Regions from separate parts of the Bos taurus genome. Here region 2 is linked to region 1. A link is a contact called in public Hi-C data. All regions are on one chromosome and are shown on one strand. The core of a region is the stretch at or near the end of the contact, and the rest is flanking DNA. Distances in the headings are between cores, read along the strand shown. Region 1 holds the start of DNAJC1 (DnaJ heat shock protein family (Hsp40) member C1). Region 2 holds the start of BMI1 (BMI1 proto-oncogene, polycomb ring finger).

What was found. A called contact is a pair of places that touch in the nucleus more often than the background predicts.
Region 2: a contact with region 1 is called in a Hi-C map of liver, with 5 times the contacts expected there. The contact joins the promoter of BMI1 here to the promoter of DNAJC1 in region 1. A contact is called at or near these places in 2 of 11 Hi-C or Micro-C datasets (both in liver).

What each region holds. Positions count from the first base shown.
Region 1 is chr13:23,147,049-23,151,022 of ARS-UCD2.0, forward strand. DNAJC1 (DnaJ heat shock protein family (Hsp40) member C1) reads right to left here and starts at 1,717. Exons shown (of 12, transcript XM_025000956.2): 1 at 1,250-1,717. The coding sequence starts at 1,450.
Region 2 is chr13:23,428,745-23,432,718 of ARS-UCD2.0, forward strand. BMI1 (BMI1 proto-oncogene, polycomb ring finger) reads left to right here and starts at 2,168. Exons shown (of 10, transcript NM_001428330.1): 1 at 2,168-2,412. It overlaps COMMD3 (COMM domain containing 3), which reads left to right. Exons shown (of 8, transcript NM_001076999.1): 8 at 580-934. The coding sequence ends at 639.

The DNA.
Region 1 (3,974 bases), core at 467-2,966:
GGCACCAGATTAAAATAATGAATACAAACAACACAAAATTGTTTGCATGTAAGAATTTTAAGTGTGCAATGTTTACACTACTTCATAGCTCTTACAAAATTGAAATTCGTTAAAGTCAGGGTGCCGCAGCAACAGCATTTTTATATTCATTTATATTGAATTGAAAAGTAAATTTCCATTTGGTGTTAAGCTGAACAGTTCACACACATCTATGATAACGTGTTGGGGCGAAATGTACATTTCACCTCTGGTCACGGCAAGTGTGCCCCGAATAACAGTTGTGGGTAAACATTAATACCTTTTTGCCCCCTAACTATTCAAAGCATTTTTATGAAGGGCTCAATCAGAAGGTCTCAAATTCTTTCACCGCATAATCGTTAAACCAGTGAAATGGCATCTTCTCAGTAGGACTCATTCAGCACTCCCAGAGAGAAAGCAATCAGAAAAAAAAAAAAACAAGTCGAGCTGAAGAAGGAAAGAAAACGAAACGAAAAGAAAAAGAAAACGATCCTGTGCTACTGGCTGAGCTCCTCTTCCTGGAGCACCCCAAGTGCCTCTACTGCCCCAGCACTTCACGGCTCCTTCCCCGACTCCCCGAACAACACGGTAGAGGCTTCAAGTTCCTGCAGATTTCTAAACGGGGCTACAACTGCCTAATCCAACAGGCTGAACACATTACAAAGTACAGCGCGAGAAAAACTTCTGCAACCCAGACGGCAACTAAGAGGCATTCCTACCTTTCCGGAAAGACAGGAAAGGAGGCTCTTAAAAGGATAAGGGTAACTGGGAAGGTGAAAATTTAGAGGGAGACACGACTACCTTTCCACAATCAGAGAGGCAGGAAGAGAAAGGGTTTAAGAGTACAAGATCTACCCCCACCACTCCTCCTTCCTGCAGCACAGCAGGCTGCAGGGATCTCCCCCAGAATGGCAGAGGAAAGGGAAGGGATCCCCACCCCAGGTTGGTGGCACCGTCCAGCCTGTCACAGAGACCGGAACTTGAGAAGGGGAGCCGGGCGGTGAGGGACTGGGGAAGGCAGGCCATTCCCTTTGAAGCAGGTTAGGAGAAGACCGTGGTCAATCGGACAGAGGACGGCAGCCGAGCCCAGGACGACCAAGTCTTGCCCCGCGAGCCCGGCTCCCTCGGAGAAAACCGGGTCAGAGCCGGCCCCACCCCCTCCTTTCCGCCCCGACCCGCACGTTTCTGCCCGGGAGATGCAGCCTTCGAGCGAGCGGGCGGCCCCACTTACCTGCTGCACCCCGAGGAACTGGTAGAAGTTGAGCTGCACCTCCTCCACCAAGTCAAATAACTCCAGGTCTCCGCTCTCCCAGCCGTGCGCCGGCCCCGCGGCCGCCAGCAGCAGGAGCAGCAGCAGCGGCGGCGGGAACGGCACGAGTCCCGGCCGGCGGCGCGGAGGAAGCCGGGCCGGCCGGGAGCAAGGCGCTGTCATCGCTCCGGGCTCGGTGAGGTCAGCCGCCGCGCAGAGCCGCCGGCCGAGACCCGGGGACGTGGCGAGCAGCGCGGACTGTGGGAACACTGCTTGTCAGTCAGAAGCACGGGCAGCCGCCCCGGACTCTCCCGCCCAGCGGCCGGTCTTGGACAGAAGGCAGAGGCGGCGGAAGACGGCGGACGCTGCGTCCAGTGAGAGCGCGGACGGAGCCGCGGGCGGCCCTACCCTCCGCGGACCCTCACCCTTTACCCAGGCCTACCAACAGCTGGCGAGCCAGAGCCGGGCGCTTAGGTAGCGCGGCGAGGGGTGGGGGAGAGGCTTCCCCCGCCTCAGCCTATCCCAGGCCTCGCTTCCGGTGACATCACGTCTCCTAGCAACCGCGGGAGAGGAGGCGGGGCCGGAAGTAGGGTAGCCGGAGCCCCAGACCTGGGCCTCAGCAAACTGCTTCTCAGTCACTGACTTGCTTCGCGGAGCCATACGGATATTGGCACAGATTAAGAGACGTGGACAGTTACAGACATTGCGCATCTATCTGGAACGTCCCAAGTATCCGTGAAACAGCTACCTTCTTATCCTCCCCCAGATATTGAAAACTAAAAGCATATTTGAAAACTGAATTTTTGATTACAGCCTCTGTTTCATACATTTCATTATTCCATACCCCCAAAATACAGGAGGAATAGAACGCAGGGCTTGAAAGGGGGAAATCTAGTGAGCAGTCTGAAGTTTCCTTTTAATAGAGGTGAAAAAGAAATAAAATTTGAACCAAGACAAAAAGTATACTTCTAATAATGAAATAATATTTACAGGCATAATACTACAAAATAGACAACCAGGTAGAAAGTAATAAGCATAACAGACATTCAAAATCTTAGGGGTAAGTGAAGCTTATCGACCTTAGCCCATTTACAATTGGTGCTCCTTTCCAATTGATGTCTATTTTCAAAGACATTAAAGCTAAAAACCTTCTCTCTTTCCCACCAGTGTCTCACTTCCTATTCTTTTTATCCCCTCACCACTCTTGCTTTCTTTTGTGTGAAGCTTATTTTCTTCTTAGCTTTCTCACATTTCTCCTCTCTGACTCCCTACTCTTGCTGAGGAAGTAGAAGGAAACAAATAAATTGCTTGTATAACTCAGGATGCTTCAGCAGTTTTGAAAGTTTGATCTCCTTTTTCTCCTTTTGGATCCCACCAGTTGAATTAAGCTCAATAGGATAAAAATAAAACTTTCATAGTAAAAGGGGTTGTGTTTGACAGAGGTTAGAAGAACAGTATCCAGGAGGTAAATCTTACTTAAATCCTTTTATTACTGTAGAGTTTAAAAAATATTTTTAAATAGTTATGAATACTTAAAAATAATACAATATAATGCTTGAATTAATCCTATTTTAAATTCATTGTGAGGCTTAACTTTCAAAGATACAAGAACAGGGGTATCTTAATCTTCAAGGGCTGCTGTAACAATATACCACAAACTGGGTGTCAGCATGGTCAAGTTCTGGTAAGAATCCTCTTCCAGGTTTCAGAGGACTTCTTTCTTATACCTTCACATGGTGGCAGTGTGGGGGAGGGGGACAGAGATCTAGTGTTTCCTCTTACACAGAAAGTGAAGAACTAAAGAGCCTCTTGATGAAAGTGAAAAAAGAAAGTGAAAAAGTTGGCTTAAACCTCGACATTCAAAAAATGAAGATCATGGCATGCAGTCCCATCACTTCATGGCAAATAGATGGGGAAACAATGGAAACAGTGAGAGATTTATTTTCTTGGGCTCCAAAATCACTGCAGATGGTGACTGCAGCCATGAAATTAAAAGTCGCTTGCTCCTTGAAAGAAAAGCTATGAACAACCTAGACAGCCTATTAAAAAGCAGAAACATTACTTTGCCAACAAAGGTCTGTCTAGTCAAAGCTATGGTTTTTCCAGTAGTCACGTGTGAGAGTTGGACTATAAAGAAATCTGAGTGCTGAAGAATTGATGCTTTTGAACTGTGGTGTTGGAGAAGACTCTTGAGAGTCCCTTGGATTGCAAGGAGATCCAACCAGTCCATCCTAAAGGAAATCAGTCCTGAATATTCATTGGAAGAACTGATGCTGAAGCTGAAACTCCAATACTTTGGCCACCTGATGCAAAGAACCGACTCAACGGAAAGACCCTGATTCTGGGAAAGACTGAAGGCAGGAGGAGAAGGGGACGACAGAGGGTGAGATGGTTGGATGGCATCACTGACTCGATTGAAGTGAGTTTGAGCAAGCTTCGGGAATTGGTGATGGTCAGGGAGGCCTGGCGTGCTGCAGTTCATGGGGTCACAAAGAGTTGGACACGACTGAGCGACTGAACTGAACCCCACAACTTGGGCTCCACCATCATGACCTCAGCTAAACCTAATTACCCCAAAAAATTGCACCCCAAATACCATCACATAGGGAATTAGGACATCAACATAGGAATTGGGGTAGGACACAAACATTCAGTCCATAGCAAGGGACATCACCTTTTCTGTTTCTCCCCAGTACTGAGCACAATA
Region 2 (3,974 bases), core at 918-3,417, 280 kb after region 1:
AAATTTAGTAAACTTTCAAAACATGATTTTTAAACAGTGGTTTTAAATGACTTTTTATAAAGGGGCAAGTTACAAAAATTCTGAAACTGTTTATATTGCCTGTGTAAGTCACTGGGGAAATTCAAAATTACATTGATTAATGGAGATGACAACGAATTTATTTCTTAACACTTAAAAAAAGTGAAGAACATCTCTTGAAATTTTGATGAAATTGATTTTTTCCAAAGGAATCTCCTGCAGAGTCGTTTTAATGTAACCATTAATTGAACTTTAAACTTTCAAAAGATGTGAATATAGCATTATCCTTGTTAGGTAACTTGAGAAATTTAATTTTGGTAAACCCTGCATGTTCAGAAGATTTAGTTGGAAACTGTATTTCACATCTGAGGGCAAGCATTTTGAAGATGAGATATTTTAGAGGAAGACTTTACTTTGATAGTGGTTTGTCAAAGGTTTAAAATCTTGAATTTTAAATTGTTTAGAAAGTGTCTCCCGACTTTTTTCTTGCATCTTTCTCAAGCTTGGATACTTCTTTCTTGCGTTTTATCCTAAAAACGAGCTATGATGTACATCTTTCAGGACTTAGTAGGAAAACTTAAAGATGCTTCGAAAAGCCTGGAAAGAGCAACTCAGTTGTAACTTGGGAAAGTTAACGATCTGCCCGGATCTAGAGGAAGACCAGGAACGTCTTGCCGTCCGCTGAACCATTTCTGCGAGCTGGGTGTCTTCCTTTTCAGAGCAGATTTTTTTCTTTTGGATTTCTGTCACTCATAAGTTTTGACACTTTTTTACACCTGTGGAAGGGTTAAGAGGGAATTTCTGCCTAAGTATTTGAATCTTTAGTATTATCCGTACATTTGATCCCATTTGATCTTTTCCACGTCTTCCAAAAGGAAGCAGACAGTATTACATTCTGAATAAATAAGTTGTTCCCACAAAAAGAGTGGTGAGAGTTTGTCTGGATTTGAGTTTGTTAATTATTACTTTGAAGACATAGACAGGATTGGCGTTAACTTTTAACGATCTCCTCTCCTCAAGATTAAAGTTAAACACACTGGAAAGGATGCCATCTCCGGGGTTGCTTGAAGACCCCAGCTTCGGGACGTGGGGAGCGGGCGCGGTCGCCCAGCGGCGGGAGCCAGTCCGTTCCGTTAACTGCGCCCGAGGGCTCGCCCGCTGCCCGACCCTCGCCCGCGGGGCTGCAGAGGCCTGGGAGGGCCGGCCCCGCGCGGAGCCCCTGCCTGGAGCGAGCGGCTGCCCGCGCGCGCCCCGCCTCGGCCACTGGCGGGCGGGAAAGGGGGCCGGCGCGGCCGCGGGAAGACTGGGGCGGGCGCTGTTGTTTCCGCGAGCCCAACTCGGGCGCAGGTTCCGCGACGCGGCGCCGGAGTCTGGGCCGCAGCCCGTGGGGCCGAGCGGGGCTGTCGGCCGGCGGTCTCCTCGCGGACTTGTGTGCCGCGGGCGGAGACGGACCGCGGAGAGAAAGAAATAACGGGGGCTGGGGTGGGCTGAGCTGCGTGCGGGGCCGGAGCGATGCCCGCGCCGAGAGCAGGGTGGCGCGTGTGGCGCTGTGGAGAAATGTCTCCGCAGCCGCGCCAGCGCCGCCGCCGCGCCGAGCGAGGAGGAGGAGGGGGCCGGGTCGCGCTGCTCCGAGGGGAGGGGGCGGCCGCGGGCCCGACTACACCGACACTAATTCCCAGGCCGCCCTTAAGGAATGAGGGGAGCACGTGACCCGGTGGGGGGGTGGCGGGGGGAGGGGGCGGGCGGACTCTGAGCCATTTTGGAGCCGGTGTCAGTTTCCACTCTGCCTTCAGCGGTGCATTTTTTTTTCCACCCTCCCCTCCCCCGTCCTCAGCCTTCCTCCCTTCCCCCCGCCTCTCCGCACGCACACACACGGCGCCCCCCACCCGCCCTCCTCCCCACCAACGGCAACTATGAAATAATAATCGTAGTATTAAAGGCAGAGATCGGGGCGAGACAATGGGGATGTTGGCGAGGGAGCCCCGATCCGGATTAGAAACACCTCCCAGCCCCGCAGAATAATACTGATTGCGCCCCCTCCGCGCGCTCCCTCCCCCGAGTGCGGAGCGGGAGGAGGCGGCGGCGGCGGCCGAGGAGGAGGAGGAGGCCCAGGAGGAGGAGGCGTTGGAGGCCAAGGAGGAGGAGGAGGAGGCCGCGGAGGAGGAGGAGGCCGAGGCGGAGGAGGAGGAGGAGGAGGCCGGGCTCGGGAGGCAGCATGAGCCGAGCGCGGCGGCCGCCGCTCCTCTCGGCTGCGCTCGTTGCCCATTGACAGCGGCGTCTGCAGCTCGCTTCAAGATGGCCGCTTGGCTCACATTCATTTTCTGCTGAACGACTTTTAACTTTCATTGTCTTTTCCGCCCGCTTCGATCGCCTCTCGCCGGCTGCTTTTTCCGGGTACGTAGGAGGCGAGGCGCCTCCGGGACGGGGCCTGGGGGCGGCGGGGGCCGCGCGGGACTCAGGCCGGCCGCGGGTGGACGGGGAACGGCCCCCCCCCACCGCGCCTCGCCCGCGCCGGCCGGGAGGGCGCTGACAGCGTGGGCGCCGAGCCCCGCGCCGCCGCCCGCCGCCGCCCGCCGGCCCCGCGCGCCGCCCGGCCCCGCGCGCCGCCCGCGCCCGCGAGCGCGCGCCCGCCGCCGCCCGCCGACTCCCGCGGCGCCGGGACCGACCCGCAGCCCGCGCCGCGCCGCCGCCGCCAGCCGGCCTCGGCGCCGCTCCAGCCGCCGCCCGCTCCAGCCCGGACGCGCCGCGCGCGGCCCCACGTTTTAGTTCCTTTCTCCCCCGAGCGCCCCTCTACACCCTCGCGACGCACATGGCCCCCGAGAAGAATACTTCTATTTGCAGCCTCTGCGGCTCTCCCGGCCACGGCGCCCTTTGTTGAGAGGTAGATTTTGATGAAACGGGGACGGGTGCCTGAAATCGGGAGCTGCTTGGGTCAAGTGGCTTCCCTCCTCTCCCGAAGAAAGGGCTTTGGAGGGGTTTAAACAGCCAGAGAACGCCCCCATTTTATAGGGACGGGTTGCTTGGGGGGCCGCGATCCCGCCAAGGTGGATGTTAGGCTGAAAGGAGCCCGAACAAAAATGTTATTAACTTAAGTTGGAGGGACACTTGGGTGAATTTAGATGGCTTGTAAGATGGCGGTTCCCAGTTGTTTCCAAGGTCTCCTGCGTTTGTGTTTAAAATGGTAAAGTTTTCAAGGTGTTATTTGTTGAGAGTCTCGGATAAGTTCTTCAAATATTACTTGGGAGGTGCTCAGTGGGAAGTGGGCATTTCAAATTTGGAGCTTTTTTTGGAGTGATGATGGTGAATGGACGTTAGTCTTGCAAGAGGTTTCCTCTCTTTTTCCTTTTTCTTTTTTTCCCCCGTCTCAGAGACTACAGTTTTTTTTTTTTTTCTTCTTCTTCTTTTTTCCGCCTCTAGTATGGGATGCACTTAGAACCATGACTTAAGTCTACAACGTTTTATAGGTTTTACTAAATGTCAGCATAGGTCATGTGGTGAAGAGATGCTTTGGAGAAAGGAGCACTAAAAAGTTGATGGCATATGTTAATACAGTCTTTTGGGTTTGACAGCCATGTAGCACGATCTTTTTCCCAGAGATTTACAGTTAATAATTGGAAGTAAATAAGTATAGAGACTTTGATCATTCCCAATTGCAATAAAAGGATTTAGTGGGCTTAGTGGTCACGGTTCAGTATCTGAAATAGAAGCATGTATTAACCCCTTCCCAGAAAGTAGGCAAAATCCTGGGCATACTTATTCAAATCCAAATGTAGGTTGGTGATGCCTAGAATGTTATGTGTAGTTCAACTTATGTTTTATAGGAACCTTAACCCCCATGTTCTGGAAACATAAGCCACACTAAAGTCTAGAAACTTAAGGATGCCAATTATTAACAGCATATGCTAACTTAAGACTATATTAACATTTGAGTTTTATTTTAAGTAGAATTTCTTTGA